Linked DNA regions of Danio rerio: all the other regions are linked to region 2. A link is a contact called in public Hi-C and Micro-C data. All regions are on one chromosome and are shown on one strand. Each heading gives the region's core, a stretch centred on a gene start, on an enhancer-like site or on the middle of the called end of the contact. The rest is flanking DNA. Distances are from core to core; before and after follow the strand shown. Region 1 overlaps slc25a26 (solute carrier family 25 member 26). Region 2 holds the start of lrig1 (leucine-rich repeats and immunoglobulin-like domains 1). Region 3 holds the start of rab7a (RAB7a, member RAS oncogene family).

The links. A called contact is a pair of places that touch in the nucleus more often than the background predicts.
Region 1: a Micro-C map of caudal fin shows a contact between it and region 2, with 4 times the contacts expected there. The contact joins the enhancer-like site here to the promoter of lrig1 in region 2. A contact is called at or near these places in 2 of 18 Hi-C or Micro-C datasets (caudal fin and an unstated tissue) and 1 of 4 datasets of contacts at active chromatin or transcription factors (caudal fin).
Region 3: a contact with region 2 is called in a Hi-C map of hematopoietic stem cells, with 2.1 times the contacts expected there. The contact joins the promoter of rab7a here to the promoter of lrig1 in region 2. A contact is called at or near these places in 2 of 18 Hi-C or Micro-C datasets (hematopoietic stem cells and an unstated tissue).

What each region holds. Positions count from the first base shown.
Region 1 is chr11:18,371,359-18,374,058 of GRCz12tu, reverse strand. All of the region lies in intron 5 of slc25a26 (solute carrier family 25 member 26), which reads right to left. Among named protein-coding and RNA genes, the nearest start is that of slc25a26, 27 kb to the right of the region's middle. Within about 2 kb of position 1,313, at least 6 of the 62 cell types and tissues checked have an H3K27ac peak or open chromatin away from gene starts, as enhancers often do. A contact at or near this core is called in caudal fin, where this site is marked.
Region 2 is chr11:18,531,874-18,534,573 of GRCz12tu, reverse strand. It overlaps lrig1 (leucine-rich repeats and immunoglobulin-like domains 1), which reads left to right and starts at 1,450. Exons shown (of 20, transcript XR_012387111.1): 1 at 1,450-2,561.
Region 3 is chr11:18,342,502-18,345,201 of GRCz12tu, reverse strand. It overlaps rab7a (RAB7a, member RAS oncogene family), which reads left to right and starts at 1,430. Exons shown (of 6, transcript NM_200928.1): 1 at 1,430-1,679.

The DNA.
Region 1 (2,700 bases), core at 64-2,563, 160 kb after region 2:
TAGTTTGTTTTGTCTAATAAATGACCATCTGACAAGCTAATCCAGCTAAGAAAGAAAGAAAGAATCGTATAGCAGAAAAACTTGTCTGGAGGATGCTTTAGATCATATTATATTTTAAACATTAATCTTATCAATTATTATTTAATATCAAACACATTTTTAAATATTAAGAGTTTAAATGCAAAAACATTTAAATTCTGTCAGATTTTTTTTTATCAGTTTCATGTGTGTGTATGTTTGGTAATTTTACCTTTATGGCAAAGAATAAGTTAGTTGTATGGTCTTTAAAGTGGAAAAAAACTCAACACTTACACTTACAGGTTTTTGCATCTGAACTCTTTCTATATACTTTTTATTTAATTACATTTAATTACATTTATTTTTTCAATATAAGCATTTAGTACTGTTAATAATATATTATGCAATGCAATTATATAAAAATTAGAATCAACGTTTATAATAAATTTAATTTAATTGCTAAAATATTTTACTGAATTCTGGAATCCTAAAATCCAAGTTTTACATTAACTTTGTATTATTATTATTATTATTATTATTATTAGTATTAGTATTATTATGAGTAATGATTCATTTAAATACTAAAAAATAACATATTATAATGAATATATATTTGTTTTAATCACAATATTTATAATATCACAAAATTTATTACAATATAGTAAAACATACACAATAAAGGTTTAGATTTGTTTATACTTCATTAACATTAAATAATTTTAAATCATTTTAAATGACTCAAATAATAACATTAATACTATACTAATCGTTTTTAAATGATCCAACTTAATTTAAATCCGTAAAACGTAAAAATAATCATTTAAGAAAATCTAAGTTGTGTTTTATTCTGAACTTTTATTTTATTGAAGACCATTCATTCTCAAGACTTCTATAATCAAAGATAATTCTGATAAATAGTTTAAATATACTGACACTATTGCAGCATTCTTAGATTTATCTCAATCTAAATGCATTTAGAACAGCAAAAAAATAAAATAAAATAAAATAAATTAAAATAAAATAAAATTCAATATGCTGGATAAGTTGGCGGGTACTTCTGCTGTGGCGACCGCTAATTAATAAAGGGTCTAAGCCAAAAAGAAAATAAAGAAATAAAATGAAAGGTACGGAATGGCAGGAGGTTGAGTAAATGATCTAAACAATGCTAGAATTTTCTAAAGCACCTACAGCATCTGATTTGCAGCGAATCCTCAGAAAATGTCGGACACCCAGCAACAGCCTAAGCAGAAGCTGACAGATGCAGCTCAAGGCTTGGGTGTTTAAAAACTACATTCTTCCAGGGTTGCCAGTTCTCCTCTCCTCCCCTTCACATCTGTGCTGATATACAGAGTGAGATCTCTCCGTCAATGTCACAAAAACTGCTGCTCACAAACTCCTCATTCGTTTTTAAAACTACAGTTATCTTCCAGAAAAAATACACTTGTAAAGGAGAAGCAACAGTTCTATCGCAAAAAAAGAAAAGAAAAAAAGGTTGTGCTGTTTGATGTTTATAATAATCTGAGCGCTGTGATCTTTTCCAGCTTTCATGCAGATGGTTATCAGATCTGGCCTAATCCTGTTATGCCCTCTAGTGGATGAACTCAAAATACAGTCTATGAGAGCAATTTAATATTTATATTGTTATATTATATTATATTATGTTTATATCTATATAAATACAATATAATAATAATAATAATAATAAAAATAATAATAATAATAATAATAATAATAATTATTATTATTATTATTATTATTATTATTATTATTATTATTATTATTATTATATTCTATTATTATAGTCCCAAGAACAGAGACAAACCAGAGACAAAAATGGCTGGTGTGTGTGGAAGAAACCAAACATTTTTACAACATAATATACACCTATTCATGACAGTCAAACAGTTTTGTTTGATAAGACCTCAATGTAATTTCATGGGTATAAGAAGAATTCATTTTGCTTCACCTGTTCATGTTTTTTCTGACTGTTAATGTGCCAGTAACCACTGATTTAAAGAGATTTAACAATTTACTCATTATTTATTTAGCCTCCCTTACGTGGTTTGAAAATCTTTCTTATGTTGAAGACAAATGAAGATATTTTGAAGTATGCTGATAAACCTGTAACTACTGATTTCCATAGTAAAAAAATATATATATATAAATAAAAAAATAAATATTATGAAAGTCAATGGTTACAGGTTTTCAGCTTTCTTTAAAATATCTTCTTTTGTGTTCAACAGAAAAAAGAAAGTCATATAGGATGAAAAAACAGTGACATAATTTAAAATTTTGAACGAACTATCATACAAAAATGAAAATTACTCCATTACTCAAGCCATCCCCTGTGTATAGGACTTAATTTTCTGACTTAATACAGCTGCAGTAGCTTTAAACTTTTTTTTTTCTTTTTTACTTATCATTGATTTACATCATTCTCATTTGTGCAATGTTTCTATGCATTACAATTTATTTAGATAACAAGTATGAAAAAATGCTTACAAAAATGGCCTGAAAGTGAGTGAATTATACCGCATTTTTCACATTAAATCAACAAAAAATTGACATTTTTGGTTGAGCGATGCCTTTTAAGAAGTCTACAGCGCACATTACAGTGTTTTTAGGAACAGCCACAGTTATTGTTCACATTTAACAAACTGTAAACAAGCAAGCACTGGCCAG
Region 2 (2,700 bases), core at 201-2,700:
TTTGTGTACTGAAGAAAAGTCAATGATGACAGAATGTTATTTTCCCAGGGATCCAGTCTTTTAATGCAGATTCAAAGCGTTTTTTCCCAAGTTTAGGTTTAAAGTAAAGTAAGATTATTGTTTTTCTAGTTTGCTGTTGATGCCACCCTTCAAATCCACAATCTGTGTCTCTTTATGGCTCTTTAGAGTCTCTTGACACTTGTGCCGCTTACAAGTTATTTGTAAAGCAAATGATTTACAGTAGGCACACTGACAGATAAATCATGTGTGAAAGCATGTCAAGAGCTCTCTCAGAATAGACAGCTAAAATACCAAATGCCGTTTGGGTTAAAGAGGACAAAATGGTCCTCCAGGAGTAGTTGAAAACTCATTTGATTGGATTGCTTTAATAGAGCAGATGCTCATGCGGTCAAATGTTTTCAAAGGATGTGAGCTTTCTTCTTTAACCTATTTTTCTTCTCACACATTGTGTTGTTGAAGAACAGTAGTATTTATTATTATATTTTTTATGTCTGATAGTTCTAATAATTTTAGAAAGGATAATAATAATAATAATAGCAACAACAACAACATAAATATTGAAATTCTCTCCACTTTTACATAGTTAAAATATTAAAAATTACAAATCAGAATATTAAATATTATTATCGACTACATATTATTTTCACTTTACATAAATAAATACAAATTATAGATTTATTATTTAGACTATAAGAATATGATATAATATAATATAATATAATATAATATAATATAATATAATATAATATAATATAATATAATATTTAAACACAATATAATATAATAATATTATAATAATCACAGCAAGAAGGTCACTGGTACAAGCCTCGGCTTGGTCAGTTGCATTTCTTTGTGAAGTTTGCATGTTCTCTCCGTGCTGGCGTGAGTTTCCTCTGGGTGCTCAGGTTTCCCCCACAAGTCTAAATACAAGCGGTACAGGTGAATTGGGTAAGCTAAATTGTCCATAGTGTATGTGTCTAAATGAATGTGCATGAAAGTTTCCCGGTGATGGCTTGCAGCTGGAAGGGCATCCACTGCGTAAAAACATATGCTGGATAAGTTGGCGGTTCATTCAGCTGTGGAGACCCCAGACTAATAAAAGGACTAAGCCGAATCATATATTATATTATATTATATTATATTATATTATATTATATTATATTATATTATATTATATTATATTATATTATATTATATCCCAATGATCATTGTCCCTTTAAGAAGCAGTGAGAGTAAAAGGAGGGGGCGCGGTTTCTCACTCTGGGTGGGAAAGATAGGCGGGGCTAAGGCGAGTTGACTGACAGCTGGGCCCAGGCAAGTCCAAAATCGCAGCGCCTGAGCGCTCCAAAGCAGCCAATGAGAGCCAGAGCCTGGCCGTCAATCATGCCCCAAGAGCCAATTGTAAAGCAGAACGAGGGAATCTTTATCACTTCTGATGTATCCAACGTGGGACGAAGGAACGTCTGGATAAAAAGAAAGTAAAGTCCGGGAGGGGGAAAACAAGCGGTGGAAACGGTTAGAAGTGCGAGGTGAATTTGTAAATTATCAGAGTTTTCGGACCGTACAACGAGATCAAGATAAAAGCTTCCCAATTCCTTCAACCGCGCGCTGGAAGGAGAGAGTGTACGAACGAACGAGAGAGCCGCAAAGTTCACAACAGTCGGACGGCTTTACTGGAACTGTTTCTCTTCAAAACTGTTTTATTGTTTTTACTTGACTGATCGTGGAGTCGCAGTTTGGATACTTTGTAAGAAGAAACGAGAGCCTCAAACTTTTTAAAGAGTGCGGTTTTCCCTGTGGAAAAGTTTCTTTAAAGCGCCGATGATCCTAGATTTTCCTTCAACGCGCTCGTGTGGAGTTAATGGACACGATCTACTATGTGTTTACTCTTCGTTATAATGAATCCCTTAGGATCAAAACATTATAAGAAGTTCAGAAACACCGTGGACAATTTAAACTCCTCAAACTACATTTGATTCAGTGGATCGCTCTTGCCAAAACAAAGCGCCCGTCTATCCCCCATACAGACCCCCTTTTCAACCTTTTAAGGACAACTGCATTTAGTTTTGGCTACTGGACAAGTTTCTTGTATTGCCTCGTCGTGATTCACCTTTGATTTACTTACGTGGTGCTGCAGAGGAGATTTTTTTTCAAACTGTGGGACTGTTTTCAAGTTCAGGGCAGATGCATTGCCCGAAAGCAACGCAGTATAATTTGATAGTACCGCTGGGTAAACAAACAACTTAATGAAGGCGAATTACTCGAACTCTGAGAAACTCAATAAGCTCGAGCTGTCCGTTTGTGGATGAGAGAGATCAGTCGTTAAGCGCTGAGACAACTGGATACAAAATGGCGGCGTGGCTGGGACAGATGGGATCACTTTCATATCATGTGTTTTATTGGCTTTTGACGCTGGAACTGTTAATCAATTATGGCGCACCGTGTCCTCAAAACTGTACGTGTACGCTTGATACGACCGACTGCAGTCGTTTGGACATGACTGATGTCCCTCAAGACTTGCCAAAGAGCACTGTGCATCTGTAAGTACACAAAACTGTCCAGTCCGAACCAAATGCCTTGTTAAACACCTAAACAACACGCTTTCAATTACTAAACACCAAGCTAAAGTTGTCATTTGACGAAACAATGGCTCGTAAGTCATAGAATATCAAACGACAA
Region 3 (2,700 bases), core at 181-2,680, 190 kb after region 2:
ATATTTATTTTCAATTCATTATATTAAATTTTGAACCCTCAGTAAAAAAACAATAATACAACACAGTATAATTAATGATATTCCCAATGATTTAAAAACTTTATTGAAAGAAGTACAAACCTTAAATTTGGATCCTATAGACCAAACAACCCAATCAAATTCAATAACTGTATGATGCAAAAAAAAAATTTTAACCATAAACAATTTCAGCTTCTTCTTTTAAAAGGCTGGCCATCTATAACATAAATTAGGACATTACTTGGAATTGTTCATATAAATATATGCTAACTAACAAAGTAAAAGCAATGTAACAAAGTAAAAAATAGTTAAAAAGAAACAATTTAATTAAAAAAATGATTTAATAAAAACATCTAGGCCAAAAAAATTATGTAATAATTAGAAATTTTATGTCATTAAAAGCATGACTTTTTGTTTTAATTTGGATTATTTTATTATTTGTTATTATCGGGCTATCATATTTTATAGTTTGTACTTTTTTAGAAAAAAAGGTGTCTTAACAAAATATTTGATTTTAAAATGTACGATAAAAGGGTCTTTTCTTTTCTTTTATTAAACATATAGTAATGTACATCAACTTACCATTATCAGCATACCTTTGCATTACAAAAAAAAGGAAACAGGTGCAAAAAAAAAAAAAATTACCTACATGATATGTTCCATAAAATAAAAATGTAAAGGCCATAGGAATGGCTTTAATAGTAAAAGGGTCTTGAGAAAAGTCTCTTTTTTATTATGCAAAAAAGAGGGAATATACAATCACATTACATTATATAGAAAATTGAAACAAAAAACACATTTAAAAAAAACAAAGAAAAAAAAAACGAAATGGGTATATACATCACACATTAAAGAAAGATATTATATAATTTACAAATTTCAGTTGTTTTCCAGTCTATTTTTGTGAAAGAGTTAGAAATAGTTTCAAAGTAATACTGCATTTCAGTAAGCAAAATATAAATAAAAAAGGTTTTTGGTTTAAATATTTACATTTATGTATATAATTTGTTGTTAATAAGATAATATGATTAAGAAAATATATTTTCTTTTTATGTAAAGCTTATTTTTTATAATTGACAAAACCAATCAAAACAGTTTCCCATAGTTAGGAAAAGACTTTATAAACCTTCTAACATCAACAATTGCAAAAATTGCAAATTAGTGTAACTGCATTGCCAAAATAAGTGTACTAGGAACTCTGGGCATTGCTTACAAAATAAATTATTAGAGTCAATATATTTTTAAATCTCACTAAGAGAGTATTCACTGGGTAGAAGAGCCTCTTTTAGGGCGTATCTTCTGGGCGGGCATACGCAATGACGCCACGTGCGTGATGACATCGCTGGCTATCACAGGGTTGTTTTGGAGGAAGTTAAAGCAGATCCTGAAACAGAAAGAGAAAAAAAGAACCGTCAGTTAACAGGGGGCAACAACGGTTACAGCGCCCGTATCGGTATTCCCGAATCCGGATTAATTTACTCATACACTCGCCAAAAACGATCCAGTTTTCAACTGACGACAGAAGCTGAAGTTATTGTTTGTTTTTTTTCCTCATAAACATCAGGCTCGTGTAAGGGCACGGTAGCAGTTTAGCTTACAGGCTACAGCACAGCACAAAAAAACAGACTGATATTCGCTAGATCTCCTGCTTTATAAACCAGGTGAGTTATAAAATCCGAATATATGCTTGTATATCTGAAATCGAGTGAATGATCGTGGATTTATGGAGAGAGAATGTGTGATTGGCATGTAACGTTAAGCTAACGAGTGACATTAGCAAACGAGATCATTTGTTGTGATGTTAAAGGGCATTAAGTCGCTTTTATTCATGTTTATTTTATATGTAAGGGTTTTTATGGTTAAAATCAGCCACTGATGTTGATTTGTGAGGCCCTGGATGATCAGGTGTTTCCAGTTACCCTGACAGGCCTGACAGTCGCGCTGGGTATTTTTTTTATTATTTTAATTTTTTGTTTGTTTGTTTTTCTACATATGCGTTTGCTCTAATGCATCTTGTTTTATCGTACACCGTTATCTTGAGCTAATGTACACATCAAAACAATCATTGAGAGTCACTAATAAAGTAATAATCGATCAGAAAATGGATTTTACAGCGCTGCTTGGCTTTCATGTGGAATCATCTGATTGCACAACAAGCAGCCGCATTAAATACAGTTTCTGCTTGTATGTTTACTGCACACGGGAACAGGCGTGGGGTATTGCGAAACAAGCCGTTTTTAATAAACAATCATTATTAAAGGATAAAATCTCCTATATTCTATACCTCTTTATTGTTCAAAGGTAGCGTCGATGTATACTGTAAAACGCGTGTGTCAGTGGCTTTAGTACGCACTTGGTTATTTGTTGCATGATGTCGAAACGGCTGACTGACTTTCTCCTATTCTTTTTCGTACTGAGGGAAAGTGCTCTACCATGTGATCCGACTTTACCGAGTGTCATGGGTTCCAGATTAAATATGGAGTCGTAAAAGTGGTGGCAGTCATGAACTGTGTCTCAAAATCTTGCGAGCCTCTTAACTAGCCAGTAGGGCTGCACAATATATTGATTCAGCATCGATATCGCAATGTGATCATTCGCAGTAGTCAAATCACAGAATATGAAATGTTTAGTAAAACTGTTTTATTATATATTATAAGTTTTCATTTTCATGTGATTTTTGAT